Regions from separate parts of the Sus scrofa genome. Here all the other regions are linked to region 2. A link is a contact called in public Hi-C and HiChIP or PLAC-seq data. All regions are on one chromosome and are shown on one strand. Each heading gives the region's core, a stretch centred on a gene start, on an enhancer-like site or on the middle of the called end of the contact. The rest is flanking DNA. Distances are from core to core; before and after follow the strand shown.

Region 1 (4,129 bases), core at 562-3,061, 77 kb before region 2:
AGCCAAAGTCGCGTTTCCTTCCTTTGTCCCCTACCTCACTTCTCCAGCTGGAGTTCTGTGTTCTTGGCACGTTCTGACTTTTCACTTAGGGGGGAAAAGGATGAAGTTGCACATTCAGCCATGTAATATTGTAAATCTCGGCCCCACCTCATAGTCTTTTTGGAAGGCCGTGAATTATAAATAAAAGTGGACTCCGATGAATATGGCACTTAGTTATGTATTCATTACCTTTTGCCTTCCAGGGACAACTCTGATCTCTTCAAATCCCTACCTCTGTTCCACGGTTATGTTTAATGGTCATTTTCATTCTTACTAACCTGTGGTATATCATAGTTCTTGACAGCACGTACCCTCCAATTAATCCAGAATAGTGCGTCGCCCACCAAGACTATTTTTTCAATATTCAATTGTTGTAAATACACATAGTGTCAAAATCTTAACCATTTTAAGTTTACACTTCAGCATGGACTGTATTTTCACTGTTATTGCTTGTTTTAGGGACCCACCTTCATTTGACTTGTGGGCTGTGTCAACCCAATGAAGGGAATCTGGAAGGTTTCTCTTTGCTTCCTTTTTCCCTTTTTTTTTAATGGTCCAGCTCTGTTCCACAGGAAAAGGCTTTGTTTTCTAAGAAAATCATAATAATCTGGATAGTGGTCATTGCTATCACAAACCTCCCTGAACAGCTGATAATCCTTTCTGTTTCCCTGATACTTTATCTTTTGAACAAACAGATAAACATCTCTCTGCTTCTCTTCTGGTGAGGAAAGAAGTGGTTCCTGTTTGGTTAAGAAGGGCCCCATGGAGAGTCAGCAAAAGGCAGTGTCCCAAGGCATGTCGGGGAAGGGGAAGCTGGGCGGCCCAGGCCATGGCTGATAGCTGGTTCCCTGGGCTCCCCTCTAAGGCTCTGGGCTCAGTTCTGCTGGACTGAGCTGTCTGTGGAGGGTTTAACAGCCTGGTCAGGAAAGTGAGGTGCATATATACAAATACATTACAGAGCAGCTCAAGGCCATAGTTAAGTGGCAGGTGAGCATTCTAGGTAATGAAGCTCCGTGGGTGGGAGGGTTAGGAAAAGCTTCATCGGAGAAGTGGCATTTTTGATGCACCTTGAAAGAATTGAGAGATTGTTGAAGACCTGGAAAATTAAGGGCCTGCTGCTCAGGAAGTATAAAAGCAGAGGAGGAAAAAACAGGGCATGTTGAGAAAACAAATATCTTCCCAAACCGTTCTATTAACTTTCATCCTCTCCTGACTTTGAGTGAGTTGGATTGGCTTTCACCATTGGCAAAGGCTGTTTTTTGCTTCCACCTCTCCTCAAATCCTTAACACAACCTCTAGCATTTAACTTTTTATATTTCTGTGAATGCGAAAATAGACCTGTCTTTTCCCTTTTTGGGCATTGGCTTCCTGAGGGTAGAGGTCAAGGCTGTGATGGTGGCGACGTTTCCGGGAAAAATACAGGGACGTTTTCCTTGCCTGTACCCAAGGTCAGACTTCTCTCCCAGCAAGAGATGATGCCAAGATTGGTGTTGAGGGCAGGGGTGATCACATCTTCAGGCAGTTCTGGTGCGCCTGTGACTACCTACCTTTGGGAACGACCTCCCCCATCACTGACCTTGAGCTGCTCCAGAGGTCACATGTGGAATTTCCCTGACTGTGTTTATGCAACAGCAACATTGACCAGTCTGGCCTCAGGGTCAGGACTCGCTGATACGTGGGCCCTGAAGCCATCGATCAGCTTTGTGTTCTCTCCTGACCCTCTGGGGTCTTGATCTGGTTTCTCAACGTATCCTGATCCTGTGGTTTGGCCAAGAAGAACCGGCTTCTGGGCAGAATGCCAGTCGGAAGATTGTCCCTCAGGAAACAACACGCCCTTTTATTTATGGTCTTTTCCTCTTCCCCCATCAAATCAGATTTTGCTTTTCTCCCACTACTGAAGCGAAAGAGACAAAGACTTGTGTTGAATATGCAAAAGCAGTAGCTCACATCCAAATTGCTATTATCCTTACAAAAAGACTGCTTTCAGTGCTTTAAAATCCTTCAGCTATTTACTTTCAGCGCGTGGGTTACATTTACCTATTTTTTGTTACGAGTTTTATATAGCCTAATCACAAGGAAACGGAAGCACTTCCATACCACTGGTTTTTTTTTTTTTTTTTTTTTTCGAGTGAGTCATCTCATTGAATTTTTGTTTAAAAAAAGAAGAAGAAAATCCTACCTGGCTTTCATATAAAGGAATTGCAAAAAAGGATAGGATTTGAATTTTTTTCTTTTTTAAGATTTTTATTTTTTCTATTATAGTTGATTTACAGTGTTCTGTCAATTTCTGCTGTACAGCAGTGACCCAGTCACACATACATATATATATTCTTTTTCTCACATTATCCTCCATCATGTTCCATCACACACGACTAGATGTAGCTCCCTGCGTTATACAGCAGGATCTCATTGCTTTTTTTTTCTTTTATCTTTTTTTTTTTTTTTGGCCACACCTGTCGCATGTGGAAGTTCCCGGGCCAGGGTACAAACCTGCATCACAGCTGCAGCCTGCGCCACAGCTGCAGCAACACCAGATCCTTAACGTGCTGCACCACAAGGGAATTTCCCTGAATAGACTATTTTTAAGTTTCCCTCTGGTTTCATATTTTTCATTTATAGGAGGGTATGGTGCTGTTTTGTTGGAAATTCAAGATGATAATATCATTTAGAAAAAAGAATAGAAAGGAAGACAAAAAAGACAAAAAGCCGTGGATTGGTGATCACCATTTAAGACCTCCTGGTTCTAGCAATGGTCAGAATTTGTGTGAGCTGAAGGCAGTGGGCAGTCCTTGCATGGAGTCATTGCATGTAGATTTAAAATTTGCAGCCAACGGTAGAGGCAGGTAACAAAAGAGTGTGACATGGTGGAGGGGGGAGGGAGGAGACCCGTCCATAGGAGAGCACCTGACCGCTACCTAAAAGTATGTAAATAAAAACTATGAATCACTGGATTGGCCAAAATACACAAACAAATCTGTGGCCATATTCGGTCCACAGGCTACTTGCTTCCCATTATTAAATCTGAATCCAGCCAATCTCATTTTTCAGGTGAAAATCTGAGGTCAGAGAGGGGCAGTAATTTGCCTGAAGTCACGCAGCTATTAAGTGGTGCAGCAAGGACACAAAGCTCATTTTCTTGACCCCAAGTCAGTGTTCTTCCGTCTGATTATCCTTCAGCTTGGATCCGTTCAGCCATGCAGGTCTACTGATCATCAGCACAGAACAGCTAATGGTCTTGCTGCCCTTATCTGGAAATTGGTTATAACAATACCAACCTCATACAAGCAAAAGGAGATCGATATTAAAGGTACTTTTAAAAGTGTTGGAGCATTGCCGGTGAGCTGTCGTGTACGTAGCAGATGTGGCTCGATCTGGTGTTGCTGTGACTGTGGTGTAGGCTGGCAACTGTAGCTCTGATTGGACCCCTAGCCTGGGAATCTCCATATGCCGTGGGTGCGGCCATAAAAATGGGGGGGTGGGGTGGCGGGAGTTCCCGTTGTGGCACAGTGGAAACAAATCTGACTAGTATCCAGAGAATATGGGTTTGATCCCTGGCCTCCGCTCAATGGCTCGATCCTGCACTGCTGTGGCTGTGGTGTAGGCTGGCAGCTGTAGCTCTGATTCGACCCTAGCCTGGGTACTTTCTTATGCTGCAGGTGTGGCCCTAAAAAGCAAAAAAAAAAAAAAAAGTATTGTTATATTATCAAGTCATTATTAAATCATGAACACTGTAGAACAGTACCATCCAACAGACAAATATGTACTTTAAAATTTTCTAGTAGTCACATTAACAAAAGTAAAATATGTCAACAAATACCGTTTCAACTTGTAGTACATATAAAAATTACTGAGACATTTATATTTTTAATATAAATCTTTAAAATCTGGTGTGTATTTTATACTTATAGCATATTTTAATTTGGACACTGATATTTCAAGTGCTCAGTAGCCACTGTGGCTACCGTATTGGACAGGGAAGTTCTGGAAGCTTCCTTGCTGTTCCATTCTCACCCTGCTGAAAGCCAGCCAAGAGCAAAAGTCCCCAGAGGTTCGCCTCTTTCAAGCCTCCTATTGCTGGTTAATTAAATTC
Region 2 (4,077 bases), core at 400-2,899:
GACAGATTGTTCAGCTCACTTATTTTTATTAAGCACCATTATAAAGAAAGCACTGCACAACAAACAGATGACCAGCAGTCCCTGCTTTTAAGAAGTTTAAAATCTGGATGGGATCTACAAGGAAGAGATCCTAGCAAAAATAAATGGCAAGCCCCCAAATCCACAAACCACCGGTCAGCGAATCTGCACCCCTCCTGTTGAAGCAGTTTCAGCCTCCGGCTGAAGGATGAAAATTAGAAGGATACTAATTTGGGAATGAGACTCCTCTTCTTGGAGGGTGTGGTCTTGGGAAACGCTTTGAAGTGGTAGACGCTAGACTGCCCCAAACTCGCGCTAGAACAGCTCTCAGGAACCGCAGTGCCCAAACCACCCTAGAGCTACATGTTTATCCTGTAACTACCAAGTGCACGGCTCAGGGCGGGTGAGGCTCCAAGGCCCGCCCAAGAGTTCAGCAACTCTCTTCAATTGGGCGAGCCATTTCCTTGCCTTCCGCGGGGCCGCTTCAACCATCAATCACTCTGCTAGTTCCACTACCAGGCCTTTGCTCCGCCCTCTTTCGGTGACGTAACACCTGGAGCTCTTTCGCGGCCCAGCCCTCAGGCGCCCCACCAGTCGCTTCAGTTCCTCATTGGTCAATAGAGAGCGGAGGGACGGGAAGGGGCGTACTATTTTCTCTCTAAACTCCCACCTCTAGTTTTCCAGTCTTCTCATAGGCTGCCAGGAGAGCAATTAGAGCCCGGCCCTGTCGCGCAGGCGTGCAAAGGTGCTCACCAGTGGAGGGGCACCTCCCCTCAATCCTTAGAGAATTAGTTACACAGTTGTGACGTAAGTGGGCCCCCCTCCCCCGCTCACCGCCTTCACTTACTATTGGCTGTGGCCGAAGTCCGTCACACAACCACGCCCCATTCCCCTGCCTTACCTCCCAGCTTGATAGACCTGCAGGAGGCCACGCCTCACCCTATTGCGGCCGCTTAGCCCCGCGATTGGCTGAAAGACATGGTATGCTTTCCCACCCCCTACTCCTTCCCGAGCAACCGAGAGGCTGGCGGGACCCCGCGGAAGTTGTCAGTCAATTTCCTCCGTCCCAACCCCGCGAGGCCCCACCCCCGGGCCGCGCGCCCTGGCGCGCGCGCACACGCACACACACTCCCCCCTTGCTTCTCCCCAGCACCTTCTCAAGTTGTAGCGGTCGCTCGCTGGGGGTTCTCTGTGGGCGGCGGAAGGGCGCGTGGGGGAGGGGGCTCGGACCGCCCGGGACTTGGAGGAGAGAGTGTGTGTGTGCCCCCGGGGCCGGGGCAGCGGGTCGCCGCCCTGGGAGATGAGGGCTCGGCGCTGACAGGGAAGAGCGGGCACCGCGGCGGTGGCGGCGGCGGCTCGGAGGGGACCCGCGATGGCAGCGCCTCGGGAGGAGGCTCCAGGCAGGGCGGGCTGCGCTGGCAGCGGCCGCTGAGGTGCTGGCGGACCGGCCGGCTGGGGACCCGGGCTGCAGGGACGAGAGGCGCGTTCGGCGTCCGCACCCCGCGTCCTCGCCTCAGTTGTCTAAACTTCGGGCTCCAGTCCACCCGCCCTCCGCTCCCGGAGTCAACAACTTCTTCACCCCCCTCCACCCCCGCCCCCGCCCTCCGTCAGCCCCGGGAGCTCGCCGCGCGGCGGGGACCAGGACTCGCCGGCCCTGAGATGTGGCCGTGAGGCGTCGGCGGGCGGCGAGGAGAAGCTCGGCGGCGCCCGGGAGCGGGAGGGCGGTGCGGCCGGAGGAACGGGGCGGAGGGGCGCGAGCGCTCGGCGCCTCTCCCCCGCCTCCTCCTCCTGCCGCTGCCCGTTCCGTGCAAGCAGCAGCCGGAGCTGCCAAGCGCCAGGGCCGCGGAGATGTCGTCGTCGTCGCCGCCGCCGGCGGCGGCTGCCAGCGCCGCCATCTCGGCCTCGGAGAAAGTGGACGGCTTCACCCGGAAATCGGTGCGCAAGGCGCAGAGGCAGAAGCGCTCTCAGGGCTCGTCGCAGTTCCGCAGCCAGGGCAGCCAGCCGGAGCTGCACCCCTTGCCCCAGCTCAAAGGTAACCTTCGAGGGCGCCGCCCGGGAGGGAGCGCGGGGGCCGCAGAGCCACTGCCTCCTGCGGGCTCCGTCTGCCCCGCTGGGGCTCGCGGTGTGCGAGTCGCGCCCCCCACGCAGCCTTGGCGTCCCCCCGCCTTTTGATTCAAACAGGTTTGCGAGCTGCTTTTCTCATCCCTCCTGGCTTCACCTAAGCCTCAGCTTCTTGGAGGAGGTCGACATCCCTCCTCACCTGCGCGCTCGCTCACCTGCCCTGGCGATTGGAACTCTCCTCCCTCGGGCGTCCCTCGGGGTCGAGTTCGTGTGTCCTCCTTCCCCATCTTGCTTGAACTACCTGTCTTATCTTCCGACCTTCACTTTCCCGAGACCTGCCTTCTCTTTCAGCCACTCTAAACTAGCCCTTTACTTTTCCAGTTTTAAAGCGACCGTACTCACCCTCTCCCTAACTTCCCTTCCTGTGGATCCTTCCCAAGAGTTACAGACCCGGAATCCTAATGCAAACACCAGTGAAGAGTTATCTGGCCTTTAGATTTATTTCTGCAGAAAAAGCCTAAAAATCTAACCAGGGTGGTGTCTTATTTACGGGGTCATTAGATTTAAATGTCACCCTTTAGCCCAAATAATGGGAAGCCTTAAAATACTGTCTGAGAAGATAGACACGGTAAATTTGGAGGAGTTCTGAAGAGTAGATAGTGTTGCCTTGCAATGGAGTGGGAACTTAGTTCGCCAAGCTGATTCCAGGGACTTGGTACGTTTGTACAGTCATTCAAATTGGTATCCGTGCCTAATGCCTTGCAGGAGAGCTTGGCACTCCTTTTGGCTCACTTACTTTTCCCACTAGGTTTAGAGGATTAAAAAAAAAAAAAAGAAATTGGTTTCTGGTGTTCTAATTCTTATTCTTTGTGGATTACTGCTTTTTACTTTTATGATTTTACCAACTTTGCTTTTTATGAGATAACATCATCATGGAACAAGATAATAGTCCTAAACATTAGGGTTTTTTCCCTGACAAAAAACCCCCAATCATCTGTTTTGCGGAGTTCCCATCGTGGCTCAGCGGAAACGAATCTGACTGGTATCCTTGAGGACGCCGGTTCAATCCCTGGCCGAGCTCAGTGGGTTAAGGATCTGGCGTTGTGGTGAGCAGTGGTGTAGGTCGCAGACGCTGCTCCGATCCCAGGTTGCTGAGGCTGTGGTGTAGGCTGGCAGCTACAGCTCCAATTAGACCCCTAGCCTGGAAACCTCCATATGCATTGGTGGGGCCCCTAAAAGACCCCTCCCCTCAATCATCTGTATTTTAAAGCCAAGAAATAAAAGATTCATACTGAAATAGAAAATGTTCAGCAAATTTTTCGATCAGTTTGAAAAAGCTCCAGCAAATCCTTCAAGGCCAGTCTGGTTCTGATTTGTCTTTAGGCCTATGAATCCAGCCTTAGTTTGACTAGGAGTCTAAAGAAAACCCCAGATCAAATCACAGTTGCCCTGCCATAGTTCTGGAACCCCATTCAGATCCTGTGCTGCCCTGCCTCTTGGGGTACTTCTAAATTAAGAACATCCCACAGCCGGAATCAAACAGGCTTTTGAAAGAAGGTTTTGCTTAAGATATGTGTAACCTGTGGTATAGCAGTTATAATTTGCTTTTAGCATTTAAAAATTGTTAAAGTTTATTTTACATATCGTAGTCAACGGTAGAGTACATGGTAGGCATTGCCAAGACTTTAATTCCTGAGGTGATAGCTCTAAAAGAATATCGTCTTACTTATTAGGACATTGAATTGCTATTCATCAAGTTTAGATTTTAAACTTAACTAAAACATAGTCATTTTCATTTATTTTTTAAAACTTGTTTTACTTTTTTATTAAAAAATTTTTTTGGCTGTGCTCTTGGTATGTGGAAGTTCCCAGGCCAGGGATCAAACCTACACCACAGTAGTGACAACGTTGTATCCTTAACTGCTAGGCCACCAGGGAACACCTAGTTATTTTTACAGTATTAATATTTTTTGTTAAATTATCAAATTATTTTTACAG
Region 3 (4,563 bases), core at 1,746-4,245, 110 kb before region 2:
TGTGGTGTAGGTTGCAGATGGGCAGTGGCTGTGGCTGTGGTGTAGTCAGTGGCAACAGCTCCCATTAGATCCCTAGCCTGGGAACTTCCATATACCACAAGTGCGGCCCTAAAAAGCAAAAGGCAGAAGAAAAAAAAAATTTGAAGGGGCGCATTGGGAACCTGCAGGAGAGTAGGAACAAGCTTAACCACACCAGCTTCCTGCTCCATGCCCCAGGCTTTATATCGTTTCTCTCAGATAAGGGTCAAGTCAGCGTGTCTAGAGGCCCCTGACCAATGGATGGTGCCCAGGGCCCGGAAGCAGGAACAGCAGCTGGAAGGATTGTAAACTAGACACGCCTGGGACAGTGTGCAGCAGTCACAGTAGCTACAAAACTGAACATGACACAGGCACCACCCTTAGGAAATTACAGTCTAGGGCCAGAATCAGGCACTAACTACCTCTTATACAAGGTAGGATATTAGGACAAAGGGCAACTAAGCTAAAAGTTCTTAATAAAAATAAAAAAGCCTCTTGAACCTTCCCAGTAACCCTATGTGGTAGATGTTATTTCCTCCATTTTCTAGATGAGAAATGTGAGGCTCAGAGAGGGTAGGTAACTTGCCCAAGGTCACACAGCTAGTTAGAGGTAGAGCCAGGATACAAACTCAGATTTCTCTTACTTTTTAGAGCCGACACTTCTAAACTCTGTTCCATAAAAGCAGAGGCTGTTTTTCTCTATTGCCAAGCATGATGCCAGGCCTATAGTGGCATTCAGTAAATGCTGGTTAAATGAATGACTCTTTTGAAGTAAATTTAATTCTTATGTTCCTACGCTCTGCACACTTTCTATTATAGCTCTCCTTGGTAGAAAAAGCACATTTAAGTCATTCTAAATAGGACTTAGAATAGTTATGTGTTTCTGACCTTGTTTCCTTCCAAGCTATGGATTCCCAGGAGACAGGAACTATATCCTACCAACCTTTTCACCTAGGACACAGTAGGTCCTCAATTACCAGGAGCATGAACAAGCGAAGGCTAACCTGGCAGTGTTGTAATTGATGGGCTGGAGAGGGGATTAGGGGGATTTGGGCTTAAATGGCGGGGGCCTCCTTTTCTTCCCAGTATTAGTATAATGCCTGGCACATTAACAGTGCTCACAGGAGTTCCCGTCGCAGCTCAGCAGTTAACAAACCCGACTAGTATCCGTGAGGATGCGGGTTTGATCCCTGGCCTTGCTCAGTGGGTTAAGGATCCAGCGCTGCCAGCTCCGATTCGACCCCTAGCATGGGAACCTCCATATGCCGTAAGTGCAGCCCTAAAAAGACAAAAACAAACAAAATCAGTGCTTATAAACATCAGCTGAATAGATAACAAATGAGTGAATTCTGCATTTACTCTAGTTCTAGTTATAACAGGAGAATCCTGTCTACTCTGGATAGTTCTAGAGCCAGCAGAGATATTGTATTACATTCTGGGGGACCCTCCCAGGACAAGGAATTTCACACAGTGTCTACAAAATCCCTCTGCCTCCAAAGAAACTACCGTTCAGTTCCAAGTAACACCACAATAAACACAACCACAAAGGAATGGAAACAAACCACCAAAACACTGTGAGTGGGAGGCCCAACTCCTCTCAACCAGTGGAGAGCATTTCAAAACAAACACAAAGGGATTGCACCTGCTCCAGATCCTGCCAAAAGAATAGAAAGCAAACCCAAGAAAATCAGACTGGCACCAAATGAGAATCCAATGGGGGCAAACAGGAGGTTTCCTGGAGATTCCAGGGATTAGTGTAGGAGGTAGGAGTGGACCTAATTCTGCTATTTTCAAGAGGTATGATTGTGTGGTCTAAAGGGTCATACAATTCAGGCTCATCATATAATTCTAACCAGAGATAGTAAGAAAAATAACTGACTTTTACTGAGTGATTATTGAGTACCAGGTACTGTGCTAGGTATTCTTTATCATTAGCTCACAGCAGCCCTGAGACCTGCTAAAGCTGGGCAGGGAGGTAATCACGTCATGGGGAGGTGAGAGAAATGATAAGGCTCACAGAGTACCACAGCTGAGGACAGGAAGTTCAGATGTCAACAGACAAGGGACTCAGCACAGGTGTCTGCCTGACCGCCAGTCCTTTAAGCTGATGATTCCCAAACACACACCAGAGTCATCTGGGAAAGTTTCCAAAAGATAGCTTTCTGGGTCCTGCTCAGACTGCCTGAGTCAGAATTCCTAAGAGCAGAGGCCAGAAAGCTGTGTTTTAACCTGTATTTAAAAATCTGTGTTTTTAAAATTTACCCTGAACGCACATTCATGTGTGTCTATTCCATACACATGGGCCCGTAGTGGAAGTGTAAATGCTACAATAAGCCAGGACTCTGCTTTGGCTTGTGCCCAAACTGCTTCCATTTAATCTCAGGTCTACCTGGTCACTAATTCATGGCTGTGAAACCCAAGCAGTTTGGGGCCTGTGGAGATGGTGTCTCTCTAGACAACACTCAGTCTTTGAATCTGAATCAATCCCCAACTCCCTCAGATTAACTTATCTCCTTTGAGGTTTTGGGCTACCTCCGGTGGTTCTGTCCTCCCACCCCAGCTTCCTGCTTCCATCCAAAGCAGTGCTGAGCCCCATTAGTGATGATGGGGGAGAGGACACTTTGGACTCAGGGTAGCGGCAATCAGAGCATCATACTGTAAGATGAGGTTACTGCAAGACCTCGCCCATCCAAAGGCTTGATATTTGCTTCCTGTTAAGAGAGAAATGAATCCCATAGCAGCCTTGAGCCCACAGATGAGAAGGTGCAAGGGAGGAGAGGAGAGGTCTGAGCATGAAGATAGAGCTAGGACCATCTCAACAAGGCTCTCAGCTTCTAAATCCTATTCATAAGCCTTCCTTCTCCTGCATCAGTAGTAACCTCCATTGGTCTCTCTCTCTCTCTCTTTACCACAGGCAAACACCTCTGCTCAATCTTGGCAACCATCCACAACCCACAGACAAAAATAGCCCAGCTGGCCTCTGGAAGCACTTGGCTTTCACTGATGAGAAACACACGCCCATTTGGTTTACTTTCCCTTCAGAAGTCCAGGAAGTCTCTTGACAGAAGATACTGGGAAGGTTTAGTGAAGGCCAAGGGTTTAAGTTTTGAAAACTAAACCATTTGACAGGTCCTGTGAAGGTGATGAAAGCCAAGAAACTTATGGTCGATTTGAAACTCTTGCACTTTCTGTCTCCTTCGCTACATATGGTGAGACATTCACCATGGTGACTTAGATGCAGAAAAAATTCAACTACAGCAAGGCAGGTTTGTGCCCCATGGAAGAAAGATCTTTCTTGTAGAACCATCCATGAATTGAAGAATTGGTCCTGGAAGGTGTGAAATCATTCCCATGGGATGTGACGCTGACTCATCTGTCAGCCATACCACGGATGTGAGGTTGGAGCCAGATGACCCTTGAGATAGCTTCTAATCCCTAATTCTATGACTCTATGGTCATTGTCACCATAAACTTTGAAGACCTGTGGTGGAGTACAGGAGCTTGTGATAGAGCACAGGGAACAAATGAGGTCAGAAAAGGCATATTTAAGAGTTAGAACTAGTCATGTTCTGAGGGATAGTCCTGCAAAGCTCTGAGGCTATGGTAATTATATAATCCTAGGAATATATATATATATAGAGAGTATATATTACATATATAATACTTATATAATTGTAGGAGAATGTGCAAAATCCTAGGAATATTCCTGGTCATTTCAATCATTGAGAATCTAGTCAGCCTCACCTCTGAGCAGTGTCTGCTAATCAGCTCTCTGTCTTTAAAATGGTCCAAATCAGTGTTGGATATGTTCTTTTCTCTGTCTGAAACACTGTATTATCTGCATGTCGTGTTACCTCGTCTCCTTCAAGTGTTTGCTCAATTGTCACCTTATAGTGAAGCCTTCCTAGAGCATTCTACTATTTATCCAACCTGCCTTTTAATTGTTATTTAGACCATTTATATTTAGTATAATTATCGACAGAGCTGACTTCTAAGTCAACTCTCTTGCTATTCACTTTCAGTTTATCCCATTTATTCTCTGTTCCTTTTTTAAAGCTGTATTCCTGCTTGCTTTTGTATAAAGCAAAAAAAAATTTTTTTTCAGTGTTCTATCTTCTCTGTTGACATTTTAGCTCTTTATCATGGGAATTTTGTTTATTTTAGTCATTACTCTAGAAATTATAATTTTCATTTTAAGTTATCACAGGTATATCTTGAAATAATATTAAACTATTATATCACTTATGTATAGGTAAGAAACATACAATAATATACTATATTTACCCTCTTTCTGACTCTTTCACTATTTTATATACTTAATTATTTCCATATATTTTATAAGCCCCACAAATTGTTAGTTTTTTATTTTAACTATTATTTTGACTCATGAATTCCTATTTTATTCAGTGATTATAATTGATTACTACTGTTTCTTTTTTTTGACCTTCAGATTGTCAAAACAGGAATCCCATTGTGGCTCAGTGGTAACAAGCCTGACTAGTATCTATGGGGACATGGGTTTGATCCCTGGCCCCGCTCAGTAGG

What was found. A called contact is a pair of places that touch in the nucleus more often than the background predicts. HiChIP or PLAC-seq counts read pairs in DNA pulled down with a chosen protein or histone mark.
Region 1: a Hi-C map of liver shows a contact between it and region 2, with 2.2 times the contacts expected there. The contact joins the enhancer-like site here to the promoter of PPP2R5A in region 2. A contact is called at or near these places in 1 of 5 promoter capture datasets (liver), 7 of 47 Hi-C or Micro-C datasets (epiblast stem cells, heart right ventricle, liver and 1 more) and 2 of 2 datasets of contacts at active chromatin or transcription factors (alveolar macrophages and skeletal muscle).
Region 3: an H3K27ac HiChIP or PLAC-seq map of skeletal muscle shows a contact between it and region 2. The contact joins the enhancer-like site here to the promoter of PPP2R5A in region 2. A contact is called at or near these places in 1 of 5 promoter capture datasets (liver), 3 of 47 Hi-C or Micro-C datasets (liver, retroperitoneal adipose tissue and skeletal muscle) and 2 of 2 datasets of contacts at active chromatin or transcription factors (alveolar macrophages and skeletal muscle).

What each region holds. Positions count from the first base shown.
Region 1 is chr9:131,150,488-131,154,616 of Sscrofa11.1, reverse strand. No RefSeq gene overlaps it. Among named protein-coding and RNA genes, the nearest start is that of PPP2R5A, 77 kb to the right of the region's middle. Within about 2 kb of position 1,811, at least 8 of the 83 cell types and tissues checked have an H3K27ac peak or open chromatin away from gene starts, as enhancers often do. A contact at or near this core is called in liver and retroperitoneal adipose tissue, where this site is marked.
Region 2 is chr9:131,073,375-131,077,451 of Sscrofa11.1, reverse strand. It overlaps PPP2R5A (protein phosphatase 2 regulatory subunit B'alpha), which reads left to right and starts at 1,649. Exons shown (of 13, transcript NM_001100192.1): 1 at 1,649-2,050. The coding sequence starts at 1,867. LOC106505045 (a long non-coding RNA gene) reads right to left here and starts at 2,372. Exons shown (of 2, transcript XR_002336046.1): 1 at 2,295-2,372.
Region 3 is chr9:131,181,988-131,186,550 of Sscrofa11.1, reverse strand. It overlaps LOC102165110 (a long non-coding RNA gene), which reads left to right. Exons shown (of 5, transcript XR_305729.3): 5 at 2,933-4,152. Among named protein-coding and RNA genes, the nearest start is that of DTL, 91 kb to the left of the region's middle. Within about 2 kb of position 2,995, at least 16 of the 83 cell types and tissues checked have an H3K27ac peak or open chromatin away from gene starts, as enhancers often do. A contact at or near this core is called in skeletal muscle, where this site is marked.